Regions from separate parts of the Mus musculus genome. Here regions 2 and 3 are each linked to region 1. A link is a contact called in public Hi-C and HiChIP or PLAC-seq data. All regions are on one chromosome and are shown on one strand. Each heading gives the region's core, a stretch centred on a gene start, on an enhancer-like site or on the middle of the called end of the contact. The rest is flanking DNA. Distances are from core to core; before and after follow the strand shown. Region 1 holds the start of Glul (glutamate-ammonia ligase (glutamine synthetase)). Region 2 holds the start of Xpr1 (xenotropic and polytropic retrovirus receptor 1). Region 3 holds the start of Acbd6 (acyl-Coenzyme A binding domain containing 6).

Evidence for each region. Hi-C and Micro-C count contacts between places; a contact is called where the count stands out from the background. HiChIP or PLAC-seq counts read pairs in DNA pulled down with a chosen protein or histone mark.
Region 2: a Hi-C map of regulatory T cells shows a contact between it and region 1, with 6 times the contacts expected there. The contact joins the promoter of Xpr1 here to the promoter of Glul in region 1. A contact is called at or near these places in 2 of 484 Hi-C or Micro-C datasets (embryonic stem cells and regulatory T cells).
Region 3: a contact with region 1 is called in an H3K4me3 HiChIP or PLAC-seq map of pro-B cells, with 5 times the contacts expected there. The contact joins the promoter of Acbd6 here to the promoter of Glul in region 1. A contact is called at or near these places in 1 of 39 promoter capture datasets (hippocampal neurons) and 2 of 115 datasets of contacts at active chromatin or transcription factors (astrocytes and pro-B cells).

The regions. Positions count from the first base shown.
Region 1 is chr1:153,898,597-153,901,337 of GRCm38.p6, forward strand. Glul (glutamate-ammonia ligase (glutamine synthetase)) reads left to right here and starts at 1,333. Exons shown (of 7, transcript NM_008131.4): 1 at 1,333-1,463. Gm38440 (a long non-coding RNA gene) reads right to left here and starts at 1,180. Exons shown (of 2, transcript XR_387481.3): 1 at 999-1,180; 2 at 1-154. It overlaps Mir8114 (microRNA 8114), which reads left to right and starts at 1,330; the gene lies at 1,330-1,440.
Region 2 is chr1:155,416,106-155,418,805 of GRCm38.p6, forward strand. Xpr1 (xenotropic and polytropic retrovirus receptor 1) reads right to left here and starts at 1,339. Exons shown (of 15, transcript NM_011273.2): 1 at 1,061-1,339. The coding sequence starts at 1,129.
Region 3 is chr1:155,556,653-155,559,384 of GRCm38.p6, forward strand. It overlaps Acbd6 (acyl-Coenzyme A binding domain containing 6), which reads left to right and starts at 1,468. Exons shown (of 8, transcript NM_028250.3): 1 at 1,468-2,207. The coding sequence starts at 1,986.

The sequences.
Region 1 (2,741 bases), core at 83-2,582:
ATGTGTGTGGGGTCACAGGCAACCTTTCTTTTTCATATTTGTGGTGCATACACAGAAGCAGAAGCACAAACTTCATCCCTTCCTCTTCCAAAGGCACTGAGAGCGTGGGTTTCTGGCATCTAGAGAGAAAACTTCATCTCGAATGCCAGAAGTCCTGAAAGATAAAGCCCAGCCATGAGGTGGATTTCATGTACTAGAAAGAGACTGCTCAGAGCATAGCATTAATAACAATATATGGGCCACGTCTATTTTTTTACAGGTAAATTCTGTGCACATTTTCAGCTTGTCTCACTACAGTATTCACACACTATCTCAGCCATCACTGCAGGGTTAAGAAAGGAAAGAGAAAACTCTCATTCCCTCTCCCCCAACACACACACACAGTTAAAAACAACTTGGGAAGCAAAGCCAGGGGTTCCCCCCACCCCTCTTGCTTTTTTGTTTGTTTTCTCTGTGAAACCCTGGTTGTCCTGGAATTCCCTCTGTAGAGAAGACTGGCCTCGAACTCAGGAGACCCACCCGCCTCTGCCTCCTGAGTGCTAGGATTAAAGGCGTGTGCCACCCCCGCTTTCCCTCCTGAGTGCTAGGATTAAAGGCATGTTGCCACCCTGCTTTCCCGGTCAACTGCTCTGAAAGTCCTTCCATCTGCTTTATTTTGCAGATCCAAGGAAAGGCTGAGAGACGGGAACACACACACACAAGGCAACATCAAATAGACTATGGACGTCCAGAATCCTCTTTATAGAAACATCACACTTGTGTTTAAACCGTGAAATCACAGTCTGACCACTTCCCCCAAATCCACTCAGGAAACCAGGAAGATAGGGTCCTCCAGGTTCTGGGAATCGTGTTTCTCTCTCTCTCTCCCCGCGCCTGATCAGGGCTCCCTGCCTCTCCCCAGCCCAACCCGTCCCCAGGCTCGCTCAACAAACAAAGGGTAAAATTCTCTTCTGGGGTTCTGGATTTTCAGTGACAGATCTCCTCGAAAACCTCTGTACCGTTAAGGAAGCAAAGAGCCGAGGCCAAATGACTCTGAGGAAGCCTCAGCCTGGGTCCGAGGGTCCAGAGGTCGCTTAAGAACGCAAGCTGCAAATGCATCCTGCACCTTCGGCCCTGGCCCTCCTCCAGCCGCCGCTGCCTCCCCTCCCCCACTCCCCTTTCTCTTTCTTTCTTCTGGGTCTCGCTCGCCCCACCCTGAGGCTCCCGCACAGTTCCTCGGCCAATGGCCTCAGGGCCCCGGCGCGCAGCAGCTGATGGGCGCGGGTTTCCTGGCCTAGGTCAGCCAATCAAGGCGACTGGGGGCGGGCACAAGCTGTCAATAAAAAGTACCGAGCAGCCAGCGACCCTGCAGAGCGGAGAATGGGAGTAGAGCAGAGTGTCTGAACAGCACGCTCACCCATCTCCTCTCCGCCTCGCTCTCCTGACCTGTTCACCCATCCATCATCCGGCCGGCCACCGCTCTGGTAAGCGCACGGAGGGTCCAGGAATGTACGGCCGCCCGGGCTGTGGGGTCGCACTCTACTTCCCAGCTCCAGTCAGCTGCTGTACGGAGCGGGATGCAGCGCTCGTGCCTCCCGCGTGTTTGCAGCGTGCGGCCCGGGCCGGCTCTGCTTGGTGTTCCTAGGACGCGCTGTGAGCCAAGCTCCGGGAAGGGCGGGGTTGCGGGTTGTTTTGATCTGTTCTATACTTGCGGCCGGAGGCGCCGCCCCGGGAGGCAGGCGCCGTTGGCTGGGGTTCACGCTGAGATGGGGGCTTTCCGGTGGTCCCAGCGGGAGAGGGTTCTTGCCTTAGGTGGGCGCAGGCGCCTTGATCCTCTCTTCCTGGCGGCGCATTTGGGGGGCGTCGTCACGCTGTGGGTGGTCTGGTTGAGGATGGTGGTCCTAAGCGTTGATGGCACCACTCCCCAGCTCCCAACGCCGTGTCCTAGGCCTTTACCATATGACCGAACAATGGAGAGCCGGAGCCCCGGAGTGGCCGGCGGGCTCCGCAGTGGAGAGGCCGCGCCAAGCGGAGGCAGCAGCGGCGCGCTGTGCCTCCCGCGGTCGCCCCACTCTCGCCACCCGGCCTCTACCCTCGCCGGGGTATGGCCCCCTGGGAGAGGCCTTGAGATCTACGCGGGCCCGAGGGTCGCGGCACCGACTTTCCGGACATTTTAGTGGGAAGGCTGCTTTCAAAGTGGATTGCCCCAACTCCTCCGGGGGCGGGAAGCGGGGATCCTCCCCCAGCCGCAAATACTCAAAGAAACCAACCATTGAAGACGTAGAAGATGGAGATTCTCGGTCCTCAGAGTCCCCTTCTAATACTTTAGGCTTCGTTGCCTACTCTGTGAACTCCGGGGAGAAGTCGAGGGTTAAGATTAAATCGCACCCGTCTTATTCCAGCACCTCCCCCTCCGAACGGTCTGGGTCCCCCACTCCATCGCCCTCGCCCAAAAAGCTCCGTTGCTTAGACCAGCGAGAAATCGAGAACGAGGAGAGGCATGAACACTGCTCTAAAAAGAGGAGGTCTAGAGAGTACAACCCCAGTGCATTTGATTCTCATTGGCTGGGGTGAGTAAAAGTCAGGGCGAAGGACCCCGGGTGCATCTGGCAACCCGCAGAAACTACTCAGAATTTTAAGAACCCATTCCACTTTGCACTACAGGGACACCAGTTGGTGCTATCTATGTACACTAGGCTGCTGGCACCCAGCTGGTCTCAGGGAACCAGGGCCAGAGGAGGAACTCAGGTTCCCCTAACAGT
Region 2 (2,700 bases), core at 89-2,588, 1.5 Mb after region 1:
AGCTGAACTACTAGCTTCTGAGAATAACCTATTGCAAGCTTCAAATAAATAAATAAATAAATAAATAAATAAATAAATAAATAAATAAATAAATAAATAAATGCCTTTCAGGTATCCTACCTTTTAAGTATATGAGTGGTTTGCACTGTCTTTACTTTTCCCAATATTGATGCAAGGTTCCTTAAAACATGTATTTAAAAACCCTCCAAAAGCCTTGCAAGAGGAAGAAACTGAAAGGAGGAACATGTCTCGTGCAATACACAAGTAAGGTACTGTATTCACAATACAGTGATTTTTCTCCCTACCAAAAACTTAGCAGAAAACCTGAAATTTTAAATAATTCTCTTCCCTCCTTTCTCTTCCCTCCATTCCAAAACCAGAGAAGAGTGAAAAGCCAAAGATGTGATTATTCTGTATAGTTCGTGCAGTCAGTACAAAGACAGAGACAACCGTCTCCTTATCAAAACAGAACTATTGGCTCAATGCTTTTGAAAACTATAACCACTGCATTAGGCGATACACATTTCACCAAGTTTCAATCCTGTTACAAAGCCTTTGTCAACAGTGAGCAAGTGGAGGTAAGCCGACGGGGCTGGGTGGACTGAAGGCAATCGCTGGAGGGGTTTATCTTGCAAGAGCTCGATTCTCTGGCGAGAGGTGAGCAGCGAGAAGCACCTAACCTTGGCAGAGGGGGTGATCTCTGGCGGTGGGGACCGGAGGTCAGGGTGAGTGGGGAGGGGGTGGCGCCGAACCGCCGCGACCCCGGGCCGCCGTCGCACCTGCGGCTTGGCCTCCCACCACCATTCCCCAGCCCCAGCCCGGCAGTGCCCTTCCTCTCGCCGCCGCCTGCATATCCGTTACCCCGGCGGCAGAGGGCTGCGGGGGAGGGGAAGGACGGCCTGGCCGCCGGGGGCCAGCAGCGCCGGGGATGCCGCAGTGGCTCCCCGCGGCGGTGGGTCAAAGTCCGCCCGGGCCGGGGAGCTCAAGGCAGCGGCGGAGGTCGCAGCTAGGGAGATGACAGCCCCTCCGAGCCCGCCCCAACCACAGCAGCCCCAGGTACCTCATACTGGATGTACTGCTTCCTCCACTCGGGAGTGATGTGCGCGGAGAGGTGCTCGGCGAACTTCATCCTGCCGCGTCCCCCTCACTCCCACCCGGCTCTGGCAGCTACAGGCGGCGGCGGCGGCAACAGCGACTCCGACTCCTCCCCACATGGGCCCCGGCGCTGCGCGAAGCTGCGCTTCTCTCCTCCTCCGCCGCCGCCGAGGTCTCCTCAGAGCCGCCCTCCCGCCATCTTCCTCCTCCTCTCCATAGCCCCGCCCCGCCCCGCCCTCTAGACGTCATCGCCATGGTAACCGCCTACGCCGCTCCGACGGAGGGGGCGGGGTGGGGCGTGGCCTCAGGGGCTTTCCTTCTTGCTCCGCCCCTTTGGGCCGGACGTGGGAAGGCACCTCCCCTGACCTCTTCCGCCTGCCTCCAGTCTGCCTACAGCTGCTTTCTACACTCTGCCTGGGAAAAACAACAATGTTGCTACTGCAATTAATATTGGTACTGGAGCAACAATAATCCACACAAGACGCTGATATTTGCAGAGAACTGTGCAAATATTATTTCCATTTTAATATTGATTCTTCATAAAACCCTTAAAGATAAATCAGCAGTGGTCCAAATTGAGTAGTTGAAACAGTTAAGAGCCAATTGTATTTAAGGGAACTGTATTTGCATGCTGTAGATGCTCAATAAATGCTTGCTTTCAATTTAAAATGTCAGTGCCAGAAAGTTTGTGCTGCTTCTGTATCTCAATGTAATTGTCTAATTAGTCCTAGTGCTACCAGAAAGGCCAAAACATCTAGATACAAACCAGGATTGACACTTTGTGATACAGCTGACTGGGAGTGGGGGGCAAACTTGAGAGGGAAAACAATGCTGAGAAGAAAGAGAATCCTCTCCTCACCCAGTCCCTGTGTGACAGTCCTGTATCCAGGCTGACCTCTGGAAAGATACCACAGAGGCAGCAAAGTACCATATTCCATGTGAGAGTGACTGCCCTGAAGGACTTATCTGAGGGAAAAGCCCAGGTCTCACCTTGGATGGTGGAGCCCTGGATAACATAGTAGCTGACTCTCTTTTTAAGTGTGTCTATTCTTGTCCCTGTACCAAGCACTGTTCTAAACTCCTTACATGTAACTTTATCCTCTTTAACTCTTACAACTTTGATGAGACTCAAAGGTTTGCTAAGGAAGTATTGTACCTGTGACAATATAGATCCCTGTTGACTTCCCAACACACACACACACACACACACACACACACATACTTCAAAACGCCATATGTTTTTCCTCCTTCCCTTCCTCTAAATTCCCCTTTCTAATAAGGTTTTATGAATGTTTCTTCAAGAGAAAGAGAGGGTATGAGGCTTGCTCAGAAAAAGCACATCTTTCTGGCAAATGTTTGAACAGAAGCCTCAGCCTCTGGTGAAAGAATCGTCAGGGGGCTGGAGAGATGGCTCCGAAGAGCGACCTAAGTTTCATTCCCAGAATCCATGTCAAGCAGCAAGCAGCTCATAACCACCTCTAACTCCAACTCTGGGGATGTTTGTGGCACCCAAGGACACCTACCTGCACTCACATACAAGTACCCACACACAGACTCACACATATATTCTTAGTTAAAAATCATAAGTGGGGCCTGGAAAGATGT
Region 3 (2,732 bases), core at 218-2,717, 1.7 Mb after region 1:
TTAATCCTAAATGGTCAATCAATAACCATTCTTTGTAGTTCTTTGTTATTAGCCTTATGTTTATTAGTGTTTTTATTAGTTTTAAGCTACTAGTGATAAATGACTACACATGAGTGTGTGTCTCTACCATATTTAGAACATACTAGCCACTGCTGATACCAAAATCACATCCCTCATTATCTTAGTTAGGGTTTCTATTGCTGTGAAGAGACATCATGACCACAACTCTTATTAAAGAAAGCATTTAATTGGGGCTGGCTTACAGTTTCAGCGGGTTAGTCCATTTTCATCATGGTGGAAGTATGGCAGCACGAAGGCAGACGTGGTGCTGGAGAGGCAGCTGAGAGGTGTACATCTCAGATCTACAGGGAGCAGGAAGAGTGAGCCACTGGGTTTGGGTTGAGCTTTTGAAAGCTCATTGACACACTTCCTCCAACAAGGCCCTATCTCCTAATCTTTCACAAGTAGTACCACTTCCCGATAACCACGCGTTCGAGTATATGAGCCTATTGGGGCCACTCTTACTCAAATCACCACACTCATCTTAAAGATAAATAATAGTTTATTCTGGAGTCACTTCGAGTGACTACAAATTTAGGTTACCCCAAATTCCAAGTTCCAATGTGGAAACAGTTTCATAGTTTTACAGAACAAAGAAAGTCATAAATCAAAGCAAACTAAAAATACATTGGCGGGTACACAGAGAAGCAGTAACACTGAGACGGGGAAAACTTTCCTACAGGCCCAAGAAGATAGTTGACGACATTCTTAGCTTTTGGGTTGGTGAAAGCTACTACTACTACTAGCACCACTACTAGTACTACTAGTAACAACACACACACACACACACACACACACACACACACACACACACACACACACACACACACAGTTGATGTGAGACACCCCAAAAACTGAGAGCAGTTTCTTCAAGCGACATTCCACATTGGGGTTCTCAAATTCCTGCAGGAGAGAGTACCAAAACGTGCTTTTCGTAAAAACTGATAGCAAATGTACACGGTCTGCGTGTAGACGTAATGAACTTTGTGTATGCATACACTTTTTCTTTTTGACAGTGTGCTGGACGTGGAAAGATCTGTTCCTTTCCGGCAGAGCTATAGAACTGGGTTTCACTTCAAGAAGCACAGGCACAACTGAGATGAGACGATGCAGGTTTGGGGGCCTGGTGAGGCACAACTGAGATGAGATGATGCAGGTTTGGGGGCCTGGTGATGCCTTCTCTCAAAGCGCTGGGAAATGAGGGGGCAGCAAGTTTGGAAAACAAAACACTGATGGGAGAGAGTCATCTAACCATTTAGACACACGGTGGGGCAGTGAAGGAAGGTTTCCATCTGTTGGTGACTCGCTATTTTAAGTCAGAGTGGGTGGTTAGGAAACGGCGGAACCTTTGTCCTCAGCTCTCTGTTTCCCGCGACTCTACTCTAGCAGCTACACTAATGGACCGCCTCCTTCCCTTTCCCCTGGGGGCCCTATCCGGGTGAGTTCCGGAGTTTGTGACTCCGAAGTCCCCCCCAAAACCACGAGCGACGTCCCCTGTCTGTCACCGAGGCCCGTATCTCCATCCCGCACCGCGGCCGCCGCAACCCACGCTAGCGGAGCAGGCGGGGCCCCGTATCCACCGGCGCGTGCCCGGGTGCGCGTCCGACCCGCCGAGCTCGCGCCCCGCTTCACCTCCCAGCTCCCGTCCCAGCCGCACGCGCCGCGCCGCCGGCTTCCCCTCATCTTCCAGCCGAGCGGCCTCCAGACCCCGCACCGTTGGAGCGACCCGGGCGAAGCCCGAGGGGAAACCGGGGGAGGACGGGGCGGTCCTGTGCGCCCGGGTAGGCGGAGTGGCAGAATCACCTGAGACCGCCAGACAGCTCACTGCGTTCCCACTCCCGCTCGAGCTCCGCACCCGGACCGGTGGATCAGGCCCGGGAACCCGCGCCACACCGGGGAGGACCGGCCACAGCGAGCTAGTGAACATGGCCACACCGTTCCTACCCTCGGGGGCCACCACAGGCGACAGCGGTGGGGAACTGAGCTCCGGGGACGACTCTGGTGATATGGAATCCTTCCAGACCCCCGAGGCCGAGGGGACCCGGAGTTTGGCCGAGCTGTTTGAGAAGGCTGCCGCACACGTCCAAGGCCTGGTTCAGGTAGCCAGCCGGGAGCAGCTCCTGTACCTGTATGCCAGGTTCAAGCAGGTAAAAGATGGGTGGATGAGAGGACGTGGGCTGTTTCCTCCAAAAACTTAGTAGCAGATTGCGTGGCTAATGGTCGAGCGTAATGAAGTTTGTATGTGTGTGTTTGTTGTTTTTGTTTTTTACCCTGGAGAATAGCATCATTCTGGACATGGAATAATCTCTCTGATATCCAACGAATATTTATGTAGCCGGGCACTGAATGACAATGTTTCAGTGGCCTTGCCTCTGAACCTTTACAAAATGAGGATGATAAAATAAAATTTGGCATTCGCTGTTGCCAGAAGGACATGTGATAGGAAACATGGTAATGTTAATAATAAGTTTGAAATTTAAGAGAACATTACTGTGTATAAGATGCTAACAATATTACTATTATGATTCTTAGGAACTCTAAATATAGTTGTTATGTTTTTGGCTGAATTTGGTCCTGCTAGATATAGTCCCTCCACATTTTTAAAATTAAGGGCTCCATGCAGGTAACATGGAGGTCTGGTGATGAACTAACTCTCCACTCAGCTTCCTGAA